Linked DNA regions of Mus musculus: region 1 is linked to region 2. The links are chromatin contacts, called in public ChIA-PET maps. All regions are on one chromosome and are shown on one strand. Each heading gives the region's core, a stretch centred on a gene start, on an enhancer-like site or on the middle of the called end of the contact. The rest is flanking DNA. Distances are from core to core; before and after follow the strand shown. Region 1 overlaps Dpysl2 (dihydropyrimidinase-like 2). Region 2 overlaps Ptk2b (PTK2 protein tyrosine kinase 2 beta).

Evidence for each region. ChIA-PET counts read pairs in DNA pulled down with a chosen protein or histone mark.
Region 1: an RNA polymerase II ChIA-PET map of memory CD8 T cells shows a contact between it and region 2, with 7 read pairs. The contact joins two enhancer-like sites. A contact is called at or near these places in 1 of 15 datasets of contacts at CTCF or cohesin (large pre-B cells), 37 of 484 Hi-C or Micro-C datasets (the 63-12 cell line, B cells, the G1E-ER4 cell line and 27 more), 8 of 115 datasets of contacts at active chromatin or transcription factors (T-cell acute lymphoblastic leukemia, astrocytes, embryonic basal ganglia and 5 more) and 1 of 9 other capture datasets (embryonic tail).

What each region holds. Positions count from the first base shown.
Region 1 is chr14:66,803,306-66,808,625 of GRCm38.p6, reverse strand. Dpysl2 (dihydropyrimidinase-like 2) reads left to right here. Exons shown (of 14, transcript NM_001378767.1): 12 at 585-764; 13 at 1,546-1,711; 14 at 3,190-5,320. The coding sequence ends at 3,281. Among named protein-coding and RNA genes, the nearest start is that of Gm5464, 63 kb to the left of the region's middle. Within about 2 kb of position 3,000, at least 36 of the 459 cell types and tissues checked have an H3K27ac peak or open chromatin away from gene starts, as enhancers often do. A contact at or near this core is called in the 63-12 cell line, B cells, memory CD8 T cells and 1 more, where this site is marked.
Region 2 is chr14:66,194,025-66,198,961 of GRCm38.p6, reverse strand. The region is part of intron 2 of Ptk2b (PTK2 protein tyrosine kinase 2 beta); the gene reads left to right. Among named protein-coding and RNA genes, the nearest start is that of Gm52098, 18 kb to the right of the region's middle. Within about 2 kb of position 2,466, at least 16 of the 459 cell types and tissues checked have an H3K27ac peak or open chromatin away from gene starts, as enhancers often do. A contact at or near this core is called in the 63-12 cell line, B cells, memory CD8 T cells and 1 more, where this site is marked.

The sequences.
Region 1 (5,320 bases), core at 1,751-4,250, 610 kb before region 2:
GTTGGTGGAAATGGGAAGACAACCCCACCCCACCCCATTAGTGTTTCTCTTTTCCCTTCTTTTTTTTTTTTTTTTTTTTTATAGAATTGTGGATTGAATCCAGGGCCCTGTGCATTCTAAGAGTTCAGCCACTAAGTTCTACCACTGAGATTCACATCTCCACTCTGAGCTACATCTTCGCTCCACTAAATCGCCCAGGCTGGCCTTGAACACACTCTAGCTCAGACAGGGTCTTGACCTGAGATCTTACTGCCCCAGAATTCCGGGTGTATAGGTCTGCCTCACAAGACCCACCCAGAATGATTTTCTTTTTATTTGTAAAGCATTTACACACACACACACACACACACACACACACACACACACACACACACACACACACTATTGTTATTTTCTTCAGCTATTGCCCTCTCAGATTTGGAGTTGTGGATGAGATGAGTTCAGATTCTAGGCAGAGAAAGCATGGGTCCCTGGGGTGGCCAGCAAGGACAGACAGCCTTCTTCTCTGGGGTTTGTCAGTAAACTCCATTTCCTTGAGTCCAGGGGCAGGGATTGCTCTCATGATGGCTTGTCTCTTCCCTCAGGCTCTTGAGTACAACATCTTTGAAGGCATGGAGTGTCGCGGCTCCCCACTGGTGGTCATCAGCCAGGGCAAGATTGTCCTGGAGGACGGCACACTTCATGTCACTGAAGGCTCAGGACGCTACATTCCCCGGAAGCCCTTCCCTGACTTTGTGTACAAACGCATCAAAGCAAGGAGCAGGGTGAGTGGTCTTGCAAGCTTTTAAATATCGTGGGCTGGTCTCTACTCCGCAGATATCCACTAAGCACCATGAGTCAGAATACCGAGATGGGGGCACAGAAGGATAAAGGAAACCTGACATTTTCATCCTGAAGCTTAACCAGCTGCTGGGTGAGTCTGGGATGATTAGAGCTTTGATGCTGAGTGTGGGGTAAGGACTCACCCAGAGGAGGGAAGCACTGCTCTAGCATCATGGAGCAGGATGACAGGGAAGATGGACAGTTGGGCTTTGAAGGCTGAGTAGGAGTTTCTCAAGCCAAAGGATGGAGATAAAGATACTAGAAGATGGAATATGACCTGTGGAAGATGTACAGTGTGTCCAGAGCGTGGTGAACATCGCGTGGCTGGTGGTCAGGAACTGTGAGGTGGAGAAGGAGTAGAGCTTTAAGGGAATTAAGAGAGGAGTGATATTGGGAAGACAGTTTTGTCTTGAAAACGGCACGAGACCCTCTTCGCAGTATGATCAGAGGCTTCTTGGAGGGTTCAAAGGTGATGTTGACACGATGGGGGAAGTTCTAAGAAACCAGTTGAGTAACTCATCAGGGAGTCACCTTGGGAGAGCGTTTGGCCTAGAACTTTGGGGGCTGGTTGCACATCTTTCTCTGTTGTACCTGTCTATAATGGGGGCCATATCCCCACACATCATAGTCCTGTCTCGGCTACCTCTCCGTGACACTGAGAAGGTACAGGGAAGATGTCCTCTGTGAATGTGACATAGGCTGTGGGGTGATTGTGTGTTTCAGCTGGCTGAGCTGAGAGGGGTCCCTCGTGGCCTGTATGACGGACCGGTATGCGAGGTGTCTGTGACGCCCAAGACGGTGACTCCAGCCTCATCAGCTAAGACATCCCCTGCCAAGCAGCAGGCACCACCTGTTCGGAACCTGCACCAGTCTGGATTCAGCTTGTCTGGTAAGGCCAGGGGGTGGGCCGTTCCGGGTAGGTTCCGCAAGCTCTGTGGAGCCAGCCGGAGGCTTTTGGCTCCACTGCTGCGGAAACCGAAAGGCTGTAAATGGCAGCTGGGTTTCAGAATCTTCAGATCGGTTTTTGTGCCATGCCATGCTGAGACACCCACCCTGTGAGTGAAGGGCCGTTTCCTCATCTGTCATGTCCGTTGTTAAAGAATGTGGAACTGGGAGTTTCAGCAGTCTCACCTTGCTCAGGCCTTCCGTGTGATGAGTCGCAGCAAGGTTCCCTGTGGAGTTGCTGTGACATCCACTGCTACACCCTCAGTGGTGAAACGTAGATTTCTGTCTTGGAAACATCCTGCCCCTCTTTCTTTTGGCCCACAACAGGGCCTTTCCTCTCTCCCCCGGTGCCTTGAACTTAGACAGCGTAGTTCATTACATAGACTTTCCTTTTCTTGTCCCATCTGCTGGATTTTATGAAGTGCCATCTGTGCCCATGAGGAATGAGGAACACTTCAGGGTGTTTTGGTTTAGGAGACAGACCCTTAAGCCCTGTTGTCCTAAAGTGTGAGATCAGTCACAATGCGTATTCCCATATCATTCGCATAGACAGCACAGGTTGCCAGTCTGTTGTGTAAAAGAAATGATTGGGACTGGAAGCTAGTTTGCCTCTTTAAAAATTGGAAAAATATGTAGATATTGAACCATGTTGTGACTAAGACCAAAGTCCAAGCACAAAGTGTGGGCAGGGACAAATGGCTCAGCAGTTAAGAATGAGCTCACATCGTGTTGGGGACCCAAGTTTGCTCCTAACACCCATGTCTGGTGGCTTACAACCATTTAGAATTCTAGCTCCAGAGAAGCCAGCGCCCTCTTCTGGCCTCCTCAGGCACTGCACTTACGTGTATAGCCCTCCTTCTCCACATACACAGATACACATAAATTAAAAGTAAAAATAAAATATTAAAAACCAAAATGCAATACTTCTATGTTTCATATACATATAACCCAGTCATGAAAGGGATTTGAGACAGTATTTTTAATTACATCAAGTTCCACTACAGTTAGTCACATCAGGTCAAGTGTGGAATTTTCCACTGGTCACATCCTGTCAACCCTCAAATAGGTGTAGAGTTTAGAGCATTCTGGGTCTGGGAGCTTCAGATTCAGGTTCTTTATCTGAACCATCCATTCCTCCTGCGTGAGAGGCGTGGGTCAAAAGAGCCATACTCTCTAGTACCTTGCATCGAGTCTAGACTTCCCCAGGGAGAGGAAGTCACTTGTAGGCTGAAGGCAGGCCCTCCTACTTCCTGTAGTTTGAACTTCCTGTAGTTAGTGAGGTTTGGAGAAAGAGGTCGGGACATGTGTGCTTGGTTCAGCTTTTTTCCCCCCAGGATTGTTCCTGGGCATACCACAGGAGTCTGGTTTTATTTCTAAAGACCCTCACGCTCACTCGTTTCTTGTCTCTTCTTTCTTCTCTAGGTGCTCAGATTGACGACAACATTCCCCGCCGCACCACCCAGCGCATCGTGGCACCCCCTGGTGGCCGTGCCAACATCACCAGCCTGGGCTAAAGCCCCTAGGCCTGCAGGCCACTTGGGGATGGGGGATGGGACACCTGAGGACATTCTGAGACTTCCTTTCTTCCATTTTTTTTTTTTTTAAAGAGCCTGTGATAGTTGCTGTGGGCAGCCAGTTCCTGGGGCTTCCTCTTGGGCCCCCTGCACTCGGTCTCCCCTGGAGTTTCTGAATTCTCTCACCCAAGTCCCTACACAGTCATGAACACCACACCCAAGCCTAGCCATCCACCCCACACGGAGCTGCATCCAACATGCAGACATGCGCCACCAAGCAGATCCCAGCAAGGGTGCCCCAGTCACATCCTTGGCCATGCAGTTAGCACCTTCCTGTCATGGGGAAGATATAGTGAATTGCCCTGAGCTGCCTTCTTTTCTTTTTAAAAATTTTTAAATAAGGTTTTCTTTGTGGGACTGGGGAGGGGTGGGGAGGGTGGGAGAGATTTTTTTTTTTTTTAATACTAAATTGAAAGCCTGATTCAATATTAATCCTCGGGTCTTGAACTGGACATCCTAATGATGCAATTATGTAACCATTAAGCTGATTCCGAGGCTGGCAGGCTAGGGCCGCCCCTCTGGAAAGGTTCCATGTGTCTCCATCCCCATCCCTTACTCTTCGGGTCAGCTGTTGAGAAGAGGCGGGTTTTCTTCATTGGCCTAGATTTTGCGGCAGATTAGACCTTTTGAAGGTTCTCCACCATTTTCGTACGTCTCCTGTCCTGGTTTTTTCTTCTGCACTCTTGGAGAGATTTAGATGTTGGTCTCCTGGTTTGTGTTTCTCCGAGACAATGCTCTTTTTTTTTTTTTTTTTTTTTTTTTTTTTTTTTCCTCTTAACTCTGTCTGCTCTTAAAGCCAGGCAACCCAGTTTGGTCTCAGGCATAGCCTGAGCAGATCTTAGTTTTGCCCCCACCACCATAGTTTTGTGCTATCCTAGTTTCTGTTAAGATTGGTGCTATCCAATTCCCATCACTAGGAGGTGGCTGAGCTTGAGGCTTGCCAGACACAGGAATGGCCCCGATTATGTCACCAATATTGTCACATGTGGGCCAAGAATAGAGTCACATGTGGTGGAAAGATGAGGAGTTAGGCTGTAGAAGTGACAGTTTCCAGTCAAATCTGTAAACCCAGCCCCCAAGCTGAGACCAGTCTCCCTGTGGCGGAGCCAGCCAAGATGGGGCCATTCTCTCTGTGGAGGAGCCCCTTCCAGCCTTTGTCAGGAAGTGTCTTTGGGGATTCTAGAATGTTGGGACTTCTCAGTGTGTGTGTTGTGGTGGGGGAACTTTTTTTTTTTTTCTGTACAGTTTTTTTTTTTTTTTTTTTTCTCAAAAGGTCTAACATGGTGGTGGAAGGTAGAAATCTTTGGGATACTTAGACTTCAAGTCTTTTACAAGAGGGACAACCCTATTTTGGGAAACAATATCTCATGGGAAGAAAACTGTACACACTGAACGCATAGCCCGCTTAGAGATCACATCGCCTCTTAGAGACCATGTCACCTCCTATCTGTCACCCTTCCTCTTCCTGTCACAGTGACAGGTCTTCACTAGCTGGCTTCTTTCTGTACTTGCTGACTTCTGTCATATTTCTTTCCAGATGTGTTTACAGGTCCCTGTAAGCAGTGTTAGGTCCATAGGCTTTTATGACTCCAGTCTGCAAGCAGTGTTAGGTTGACCTCATAGGCTTTTATGATTCCAGTCTGCTGGTATGAAGCAGAGCATCAAAAAAAATTCGTGATTCCTTGAGTGTCCACACGTTTTGTCTTTGGGGGTTAAGGGTTGGGATTTTGGGTTTGTTGTTAATTTTGTTGTTTTAAAGGTAAATTGCACTTTTAAAAATTGGTTGACTTAATATATTTGCTCTTTTTTTTTTTTTACCTGCACTTAGAGAGGAAATTTGAACACCAGAAACCACTTTTTTTTTCTCCCTGTTTATTTGTTTGGATTCTGAGAAACTTGCAGCTCTTCACCATTTACTCCTGATGTTTCTTGTATGGGGCCGTGGCCCTTTTGGTTGTTTTTGGTCATTTTCTTAAAAA
Region 2 (4,937 bases), core at 1,217-3,716:
TGCCTGCAGATGCCAGAAAAAAAAGCATTGAACCCCCTGGAGCTGGAGTTACAGTGGATCGAGTCACCTGACATGAGTGCTGGGAACCTAACTCTGGTCCTGTGGAAGACAGGACACACACTGCTATTGAGACTTCCTCCAGTGTAACTTTGTCATTTCCTAGATAACCACATCCTATTCCTTAGCTTATGATGTTAACTTCAATGGTACCCAAGTTTTGAATGTGATATACAGTCTTCTGTAACACTCTCCTGCTCACCTGCCTGCTCTCCATCTCTACCGGCTATCCAGATCTTAATCTCTTGAAGCCCTCTTTCTAGAGACTAGTTAGAATTCTACTATGCTGTTGACACCAAGACTTGGACATGAAGATTGAACTTCAGTGGCCCTGGGTGTTAAATGGCCACATGCAACAAAGAATCTTTTTGCCCCGTTATAGTTAGTGTCACTATTGATATGACAAAACACCATGACCAAAAGCAAGTTGAGAAGAAAGGGGTTTATTTGGCTTGTGCTTCCACATTGTAGTCCATCATGAAGGATGTCTGGGCAGGAATTCAAACAGGGCAAGAACCTGGAGGGAAGAGCTGATGCAGAGGCCATGGAGGGTGCTGTTTACAGGTTTGGTCATCATGGCTTGCCTAGTCTACTTTTTTTTTTTTTTATAGGCTCTAGAAACACTAACCCAGGAATGGCACCACCCATAATAGGCTGGGCTTTCCCACGTCAATCACTAATTTAGCCATGCCCTACAGGCTTGCTTACAGCCCAGTCTTATAGAAGCATTATCTCATTTGAGGCTCCTTCCTCTCCAGTGACTCTAGCTTGTATCAAGTTAACATAAAGCTAGCCAGCACATGCCCCAAATGTCAACAGCACCCTGATCAGACTCACTAATGCAGATTATTAGGCACTATAGCAAATGTAAATACTCTAGATCCATCCCCCACAGCCAATGACACTCTTCCGTTGTTCATTCTGAAGCAAGGCATGTGACCCATCCCCCAAGCCAACTTCACAATGTATTATAAAGTCATTACTTTAAAAGGTATCAGAGTAGCGGGGAACTTTTATTTTATTTTATTTTATTTTTGTAAAAAAGTACATTAACCTGCCTGGTACTTTCCTATCTGCTTTTTCTTATTCTTTCTTCCTCCTGAAGCTCATCTTAGCATTAAGAGCTCTTCCTTGTGGCATATTAACAATCAGAAATTTGAATAGAACAGGTCTATATTTAACAGAGTATTTTTATTTTTGAAGACAACCCCTATGCTCCAAGTCAGTTAAAGATAAGACGCATGTTACTGTCTCAAAATCTTTTTATTCTTCCTTTTCGAAGTTCTGTCTCCATGTAGAACAAAAAAGGTAATGAAGACACAGCTGTGTTGGGCTTAATGCTTATGCCATAAAACTCTTACAGTTCTGTGCTCTGGGCAGAATGAAGTCATTTTCCTCTGGACTATTTCTTCCAGAGGGCAGGTATGGCCAGATCAGCTCTAGGTGTGGCCTGATCATCCTGGGATAATTTTTATTATTTATAATCTTCTTTCTGTTCCTGGTAGCATCCACATCCACCCAAGCTATCTCATCATTACCTATGGTGCCATCATAACTACTATTTATTGAATAGCTAATGTGTACCAAGCATTGTCTGAGCTCTTAATGTACTTGGAATGTACATAAGGCAGGCCAGTCACAGTTATGTGTCATACGTCAAAACACCTTAGTCTGTCAATTAAAAATAACTGGAAATAAACGTAAGCCTGCACTGGTGTCTCTTGGAGAGTTATCACGGGAAGATTCTTTTTGAGGCAGGACACAGTTTTTGGAATCCTCAACCAATCACTGATTAGAACTCAAAGAGTGTATGTGTCCATCTGATCCAAGATCAGACACAGACAGTTGTTTTAGACCTATTTTGCCAATGTCTTTATTAAATACCTAGGAGTCTTAACAAAATACCCCCTGTAGTGTGGCTGAAGACTACAGAAATGCATCGCCTTGTGGCTCTGAAATCTAGGAAGCCAAGATGAAGGTGTGGGTAGGGCTATGCCCTTGAACCCTGTGGAGGAACCCTTGCTTGTCTCTTCTCCAGACAAGCATGAGGACTAGAGCTCAGACTCCCAGCACCTACGTCAAAGCTGGTGGGCACAGAGCACACCTGTGAGCCCCCACTCTGGGGACTGAGACATGGTGTCTTCAGAGCAAGCTGGCCAGATAGACCAGCAAAATCAGTGAGTGCTGGGTTCAAGTGAGAGACCCTGCCTCAACATATGAAGAGGGAGAATGTCTTCTGGAAGACACCTGGCATAAACTTCTTATCTCCACATGTACCTACACACATGTGGATATGAGGACATACATGCATGCACACCACACAGATATAAATGAACATTAGAAAGTAAATATACAAGTCGTGACAGCTATGACATCACTAGATGATGTCACCTCATGAGACTACTTTCTTAAATGTGGTCTACCACCAGCTGAAAAGTCCTCACCTAGTGTATGTGGGTGTGGGGACAAGCTAGGTAGAGATAATCCTTCTTTGTTTCTGACCTACAAGTGAAAAGGTCAAAGATGGGAGGGGAGCCTTCTAGAATCTTCATACTATTTAACGATTTGAATAAATCAACATGAATCTAGAGGAAAGGAAAATTGGAGGAATACAGACATTTTCAAGAAAGTACCAGAAGTCTTTTTGAGTCTAGACTGTAACTCAAGGCAGCTAGAAGACCCACCCTTCAGCACTGGAAGCCTTGGTAGGGGAAGAAGGTGAGGTCTTCCTGGAGCAAAAAGAACCCTGGGCTTATCTAAAGAGACAGCACTTGGTAAAAACTCAGGTTACATATGGCAATTGAGTGAGTAGGGGAACCTCATGTACTGTCATTTTTAAGGAGTGCTTTATTAATAGAGAAAGAAAGACTGACTGTGGCAGCTGGTGAGCTGGGGTTGAGCACCAACACTGCTGCCCCTGCTGTGTGCATGGGTGAGCAATCAAGGGAGGCAGGGCTGGAGGCAGAAGAGCAGGTGAGCCCCCTAATGGAAGCCATTCTCTTGACACACAGACTTCTGCATGGCTGGAGGGAGGGGGTGTGCGCACTGGAGCTGTGGCCCCATCACTCTTCACAGTGTGCACATGGCAGATGGGGGCTGATGCTTTGAATACAGAACCACTGTAGCTTGATAGGGCAAGGGTAGACAATCACAGGGGACACTGTGGCCCAGGAAGCTTGTCATCCTGTTAGAAGACCTTTCTTGTCAGAACTAGATTCACAGCCTAATTTTTTTTAATATATATCTTATATTTTGAGGTAATTATATCATTTTCCCCTTCCTTTTCCTCCTCCCATGAACCCCACTTTGCTCTCTTTCAAATTCATGGCCTCTTTTTCTTTAATTGTTGTTGTTTTGTGTGTGTGTTCTTAAATATATACATACGACCTGCTCAGTCTGTATAATGTTATTCGTGCGTATGGTTTCAGGGCTGACCATTTTGTATTGGATAACCGATGGTGTTCTCTTCCCTGGGGAAGACTGTTCCGCTGTTCTCAGCACTCCTTAGTTGCCTGAAGTTTGTCTTGTCTTGTCTTGTCTTGTCTTGTCTTGTCTTGTCTTGTCTTGTCTTGGGTTGTGGCCTCTTGAGATTCTCCCCCCTTTAATTTTATCATATCCATGGGTGTCAGCTTTGTTCATGTCCTGTTTGTGCAACCATGTTGATGAGACTTCATGAGTGTAACTTCTGACATTTCCAGGAGGCAAAACGTCACAATAAACTCCCCGTTCCTCTGGCTCTTCCTTTGCCCCTTCCTCCATAGAGATGCCTGCGCCTTAGGTGCAGGACTTGTGTTGTGAACGTATCCATTGGGACTGGGCTCCACCTTCTTCATTTTGATTAGCTGAAGTTTTCTGTAATGGTTTCCATTTGTTGCAAAGAGGAGTTTCCTTGAGGAGGGGTGAGGACTCTGCTTCTGTGTGGGTATAGGGTTACATACTTAGAATGCAGTTGAGGGGTTATGCTGGTTTAGTGATGAGTGGATTATAGATTCTCCTCTAAACTCCATGGCTTTACTAACTCCAGAGAGCTGACTAGGTTTCTAGTATCGGGCATGATTTCCCTCTTACTGGGATGACCGTTAGGTCCAGTGAGAAAGCTATTGTTTACCAACAGGGTTTGTGTGCACCCTTAGGGAGGCCTGCTTCGAAAGCTTGCATGATGCCTTCTGGCACCGTAACAGGGAGACAGCTTTCAGTTCAGATCCTGCTCTGTGCTCTCGTCCCTATTTCTGAAGTGCATGGTCACACATTAGTTTGCATGATACGGTGTTGATACTCTTTCTGTGTGGTTATGAGCCTCACATTCATTTCTCCCAGCCATGTCTGAAGGGTGGACATAGCTTGCCTCCCTCCAAGTTCTGACACAATGTATTTCCCTCAGCTGTACCGTTAACAGACTTCACAGGTTAAGGGCCCAGTTCATCAGACACCCTTTCCCTCAGATCCTGAGTCACCCACACTTTTACTATGAATTAGTAGTTCCCACTTCCTCCTCAGGCTCAATGAATTACTAGAACAAGTCCAAGAACTGGGAAAGTACACGACTTGATGCTGTAGTTTTATCCTAGTGGATACAAATTGGTACCTAAGAAGCATACAGGACTTCTGGGAGACTCCTAGACAGGAAACTTCTGTATCAAGATCCATCACCTGCTAGGCAAAGCAATGCACATCACCAAGACTCAGGTGAACATCCTGATTCAGATATATTAGAGCTTTCAAAAGGAAATAAGGCATGGTTGATGATGAGTGAACTCTTTGGCTGCATGGACCAACTTGATTTCTACCACCCCGCAGCCCCAAGCTTGGGCTGACTCTCAGGCTCTAAGTTGCAGCTCTCCAAGAACATAGCTAGCTGGTCTTTACAAACTGAAAACCAA